Linked DNA regions of Muntiacus reevesi: region 1 is linked to region 2. Evidence: chromatin contacts called from public Hi-C data. All regions are on one chromosome and are shown on one strand. Each heading gives the region's core, a stretch centred on a gene start, on an enhancer-like site or on the middle of the called end of the contact. The rest is flanking DNA. Distances are from core to core; before and after follow the strand shown. Region 1 holds the start of NAA40 (N-alpha-acetyltransferase 40, NatD catalytic subunit). Region 2 holds the start of ZFTA (zinc finger translocation associated).

What was found. A called contact is a pair of places that touch in the nucleus more often than the background predicts.
Region 1: a contact with region 2 is called in a Hi-C map of blood, with 4 times the contacts expected there. The contact joins the promoter of NAA40 here to the promoter of ZFTA in region 2. A contact is called at or near these places in 2 of 3 Hi-C or Micro-C datasets (blood and muscle).

What each region holds. Positions count from the first base shown.
Region 1 is chr5:40,095,497-40,098,206 of mMunRee1.1, reverse strand. It overlaps NAA40 (N-alpha-acetyltransferase 40, NatD catalytic subunit), which reads right to left and starts at 1,404. Exons shown (of 8, transcript XM_065937600.1): 1 at 1,196-1,404. The coding sequence starts at 1,201.
Region 2 is chr5:39,945,424-39,948,414 of mMunRee1.1, reverse strand. It overlaps ZFTA (zinc finger translocation associated), which reads left to right and starts at 1,387. Exons shown (of 5, transcript XM_065937591.1): 1 at 1,387-2,414. The coding sequence starts at 2,267. The region is part of intron 1 of LOC136169673 (a long non-coding RNA gene); the gene reads right to left.

The sequences.
Region 1 (2,710 bases), core at 155-2,654, 150 kb before region 2:
AAAACTGCTGAGAATACAGGGGAAAATAACAGCCACTATTTAAGAGACACCCATGTGACTATTTACATCTATCTCATTTAATCCTCATATCTGTCTCAAAGGGGAGGTATCATCCTCATCACATCTATGAGGAAATTCAAATCCACAAAGGCCAGCTCACTGGCACAACATCATGCCACCAGTCAGGGAAGATCAGCCTGGAACTGGAGTTTCTCTGGCTCCAAAGTGAGGACTCCCTAGAAGGTGGTGGAAATTTCGCGTAAAAACTAAGATATGTGGTGCCAGGGAGGGCCAGTTACTTGTTCAGGAGAGTGACAGGTGCAGCTCTAACTAGGACTTAGGAAGGTGAACTCACAGAAACATGCGCGTAACTTCTGCCCAACCTTCTATCAGCACATGCCCCGGATAAAAAGCACCTCTGCCTTCTGCAGAACAGGTGGTCACTATCCATCCGGGGCTGGGGCCATCACCAGTGCCCTTCCAGCGCCCCCTGCTCACCTTCTGCACAGCTTCCCCAAGCAAAACCACCTGCGGTGTGAATACCACTAGCAACCCAACTAATAAGACCCACTTGCGTGCATCTGGGAGGCCCCTGAAGGCAAACCTCTGTCGATAAGGAAGAGAATGTTTTTGGAGCAAGAGGAACCTGGTGGAGAGGTTCGAAAGAGACTGGGTAGCGGGAAGCGCAGCGGCGGGGATTCGAGAGCCCTGAGTCAGGGTCTGTGACCTTGGCTGGGTGCCTCGTTTCCTCTGGGCCTCGGTTCCCTCCAAGCCAGCGCAGGCCTAGGATATGGAAAGCCACGAAGCTAGTGACAGCCGGGTGATGGGTGACCCACGGAGGCGGGGGGGATACCCAGGGACTGCTCGGGGATGCAGGGGGGTGGGGTGGGCGCCAAGAAGATAACAGATCCTAGAGGAAGGCAGAGGCGGGCGCGACGCGAGAGGCGGGGGGCACCGGAGGGGGTGGGGCCCGGAGAGGGGGCTCCCCTGGAGATTCCCAGGGTTGAGCCGGGCGTGGGGGCACTTCGACTGAGGTAGTCGAGTCATGTGGGGGCTGGGAGGGGGGTCACGTGAGGCCGGAGGGGGTCAGGGTCACGTGAGAGGGGGTTCAAGGAACAATGGGGGCGCAGGGGGGGTGGCAAGGGGAGCGGGGAGCCCTCCCAGCCCTGGCGTCTCCTCTCCCTGCCTCACTCACCCCCATGGCGACAACGGCGGCGGTGGCGCTCAGCTCCTCCTTCCCACACTTGCCGGCTGGGAGGCGGCGGTAGCGGCGACACTGGAGCGGCGGCGGGCCCCGCACTGCGCGTGCGTCTCGCGGGCTCCCCAGCGCGCCCTGGCGGGAACCGCGCCGGCGCAGAGCCCCGCGAAGGGACGGGCGGGGGAAGGCGCGCAGGTGGAGAGCCTGGGAGGCGGGCCGAGGGTCTCGCACACCAGAAAGAGGCGGGAGGCGCGGAGCAAGCGTCGCGCTAGGAATGACGTAAGCCCGGGCCCGCCCCCGTCTCCCCAGGCTGTGTGTGTAGCCACGGCAACGGCCTCACAGCCCGCGGGGAAGCGCGCGGCTGGGCAACCCGGTGGGTGGCAGCGCCTCCGCTGAGCTGGCCTCTGGGTCTCCTCCGCCTTAACCTGGTCATCCGCGGAGCAGCCACCTTCCCAGCCGACCGTCGCGTCACGACCTCTGAAATACCTGCTCCTCCGACAACCCTCGGGCAAAGGAGAGGTGTTTGGAACATTTCCCACCTTCTAGATCGTGAACTCTTGAAATCCCTTTTCTAACCAGAGTCATTCATCCATCTAACTTTTTTTTCTTTTTCTTTTTTCTTTTTAATTCATCTGTATATCTGTCTTCTAACCATTCATTCATCCTCCACTCATTCGCTCTCTCAGTAAACACTGACTAGGACCATACCTGAGCGGGGCATGGCTACTCTCTCCAGTATTGCTGCCTGGAGAATCCCCATGGAGAGAGAAGCCTGGTGGGCTACAGTCCACGGGGTCGCAAAGGGTTGGACAGGACTGAGCACTGCAGAGGACCATACGAACACTATGCAGAACCTAGGGAGCACAGAAAGGAACAACAGGCTGTCCCAGTCCAGAACTTACACTTCAGAGGGGAGGCAGGCATGTTTAATGGGGAGTGGAAGGTCATGTGAAATTGAGACATCTGGCGTCCTGGACATCCTTCATTTCAGTCTATCCTAGCAGACCAGTGTGACCCTCACTTGACCTGTATCACCATCACCTGGGGAACCTGTGCACTGTGCAGCCCTGGAGCCTACCCCAGAATCTCCAGGGGTGGAGCCAGAATATTCATTTCTAAGAGCTCCCCAGATAGGGTCCTACTCATGAAAATCAGAAAACCGCCACCCAAGACAAGCCTCAGAGATTTTGTCATATTTTACTCCTTGTCCTTCCCTCAGCACAGCACAGGGGTGGCCCCCAAACAACCACTCAAGCAGCATTTGTTGAGTGCCCATCATGTGCTAGGCACTGTTGCAGGCAACAAAGAAAACAACAGAAAAGGCACTGCCCTCATAGAACTTGTGTTCTAGAAGGAAGAGGCAGATAATAAACTAAATGAATGAACCAGTAAAATACATATCATGTTGGATGATATATGTTCTATGCAGGAAAATGAAACAGGGAAGACAGATGCAGAAAGTCATAATTTGTTTTTATTTTGTTTAATATTTATTTATTTGCCTGCACCAGG
Region 2 (2,991 bases), core at 138-2,637:
TTGGAGCTGGTCCTGAAGCCAGGCTCGAAAATGGGAGCAAGGATCGGAGCCAGAGGTTGTTAAAAACGCCTCTAGGTGGTGTCCGTACGTTTTAGTTGATAACGAATAAGATTATCCTATATATACTCGGAGAAAAAGAACCAGAAAGACATTTATCAAAAGCGGCTCACAGTGGTCAGCCCTGAGCATGGGCTATCTTCCTAATTTTTTTTTTTTTTTTTTTTAAAACATACTTGGGGGACTTCCCTCCTGGTCCAGTGGCTAAGACTCTGTGCTCCCAATTCAAGGGGCCCAGGTTCGATCCCTGGTCGGGGAACTAGACCCCTTGGGCTGCAACTAAGACTTGGCACAAATAAATAAACCTTTAAAAAAATATAAAATAAAAACCATACTTAGGAACATGTGAAGGCCAGGTCTGTGTCTTCTTTCACCTTTGTGTCCCTAGCCTGGCAGAGGTGAAGAACGCATGAATGAGGGAATCCCCCATCACATAGCCCATCGGGGGCTGCATCAGTATCAGGTCCCTTGCCCGCAAGTAAGTCAGGGAGCATAGGAAGGCCAGCAGTGGACAGAACAGCCCTGTAGCAGGGAGACCGTTTTCACCCAAGGAGATGTCTCTTGCAGGTCATCATGGGGACTGAGGAAGAGATGGGACATCTCCAGTGGTGACAGCCACCTTTTAGACACTACAGAAATTTTAGTTCCCAGCCCCTCTTCACAAACATTCAGGAGACGGGCTTCCTGTGCTGCAAGTAATTTAGAATTTCCCATGGCTCCCCAAGGGGCAGAACTGTTTCCTTTTCATAAGCCGTGGGTGCTAAGTCAGTATCAGACTTGTGGGTCTTGCCCGCTGCTGTCTGCCCAGCGCCTAGGGGCATGCTGGCACATAGTAGGTGTGGAGAGAGCAAAGGAATGAGTGTCAAGCGTGACTTTAACGGATTGCTGGGCACGTCCCCAAAGAAGAGAATAAAACCCACCTCGAGATAATAAGACCCTGCACGGCCTCCCGCGCCCTGTAATTTGGATCTCTAGGAATCGCCTTTGTTGTGGGCGACCAACCACAGGCAAAGAAAGCACCTGCTCCTCCAGCCGGTCCTCGAGGAAGGACCCCGGGCTGCCGAGCCCCTGGCTGCTTCTCCGGGCCCCTTTCCTGCGCCTCCCGAGACCTGGGGGCTCCGAGGCATCCCGGGGCTCGCATGCAGGGTCAGCTCCAGCGCTTCCCAGCCGTGGTGGGGCGCGTCCCTAGGTGTCCGACACCTCGCTCGGGGTCAGCGTTCTTTGCCTCCTCGTGCCGGCCAGAGTGTCCGGGACCGCGTCTGCCACCCCCAGGCCTGCGAGGGCAAAAGCCAGAGACGACCGCGGCACACCCCCTCTCTTCCCGGCTTCCATCCTGGGGCTCCCAACGCCCAGCGGCGTCGGGCCTCGGCGCGGCCGGCTCTCCGCGGCCTCCTGCGCGCCCCCTCTCTTCGGCCCGGATCTCCAAGGCCGCGGTCCCCGCCCCAGCCAGCTCCGAGGGCGCTTGGCCCGTCCGCCCTCCAGGGCTGAAGCCTGAGCTCTCAGCGCTCCCCGGCGACTCCCGCGGGAGGGGGCGCGGCCGCCCCCGCGGCTCCACCCTCTCCGCGGGGCCGCGGCCATCTGGGGCCCCAGCCATTCGAGTCCGCTCTGGGGCCCGCGCCGAGCTCGCGCGGGAGGAGGCAGCCCTTGGTAGGGGCCCGGGCCTCCCCACCGGGCGACCCACTTTGCCAGCGCGGGTGCGGGAAGCCGGACGCTGAGATGCCCCGAGGGGGCAGTGGCTGCGAGCCGAGCCTGGGTGGAAGCGCGTCGCAACGGACGCTGCGCCCCTGGCCACCTCGGTGACCCTCCAGGAGCCGGGACCCGAGCCCCGCAGGCGGCAGCGCGGGCCCGCGAAGACGGCGAGGTCCGTGCTCCTAACGTCCGCGGCGGGCGCCAGCTGCGGAGCCTCGGTCGGGCTCTTAGCCTCCCGACGCTCCCCCCAGCCCCCCGCGAGCTGGCAGGAGGAAATAGCGCGCGGCCCCTTTAAATTTACCCAGGAGCCCTTAAAGGAGCCCCAGGGGCCCCAGACAGGAATCCCCACCCCGGTCCAGCCCGCGCCGCCGAGCGAGCAGCCAGCCGTCCGTGCTGCCGGCCGCCCTGTGCATGCGCCCCGCGCCCCGGGGCCCCGCGCACCGAGCGCCGCGCGCCGGCTGCCGCCGGCCCCGCGGCCCCGCGCCCTGCCGCCCCGGGGCCCCGCGCCGCAGCGCAGCGCATGGAGCCTGGCGGGGACCACCGGAGTCGGAGCGGCGGCGGCGGCGGCGGCAGGGGCGGCCCCGGGCCAGCAGCGGCCTCGGCACGGGGCCGACGGCTGCCGCCCGCCGGATCGAGCAGCAGCGCGGAACCCGAGGAGGACGACGGCGGTAAGAGCTGGCTGGGGCCGGCGGCTCGGGCGGGGGCCCCGGCGTGGGGGAGGGGAGGGCTGCGGCTCCGGGCTCCGGGCCCCTCTTCGCCGCCGAACAAAGCGGGGGACGCGGGCAGGGCGGGCGGGGGCGCCACCTGGCGGGCGCGGATCGTGGCTGCAGGGCCAGCGGCGGAGCCCCCCGCCCAGCTCCCGGGGTTGGCCCGCGGGGCTCGGGCGGATCCCCTCCCCCTTAAAGGGCCCCGCGGCCCCCGCCTCTGAGGCCGAGCTGGAGGGGCCCCGAAGGACCTGGCCTGATGCCGCGGGGCGCGCGCTCTAGGCTGTTGGGACTTGCGTCCCCCGTCCCTTTCTCTTTCAGACTCCCAGGTGGTCTCCCTTAACCAGCTGTCTCTTAAAAAGTCTGCCCAGACCTTGGTCCCTTTCCGGGGCTTCCCTCCAGAGGAACTGAGCTGGGGACTCCGCTGCTTTAAGTTGGGCTGTATTCTCCTTTGGGGCCTCGCCTAGAGAAGGGCACCCTTTTTCTTTTCCCCCTATGTTCTCCCTGGAAGAGAGCATGGCTTGCGCCTCTTGGGGACCTA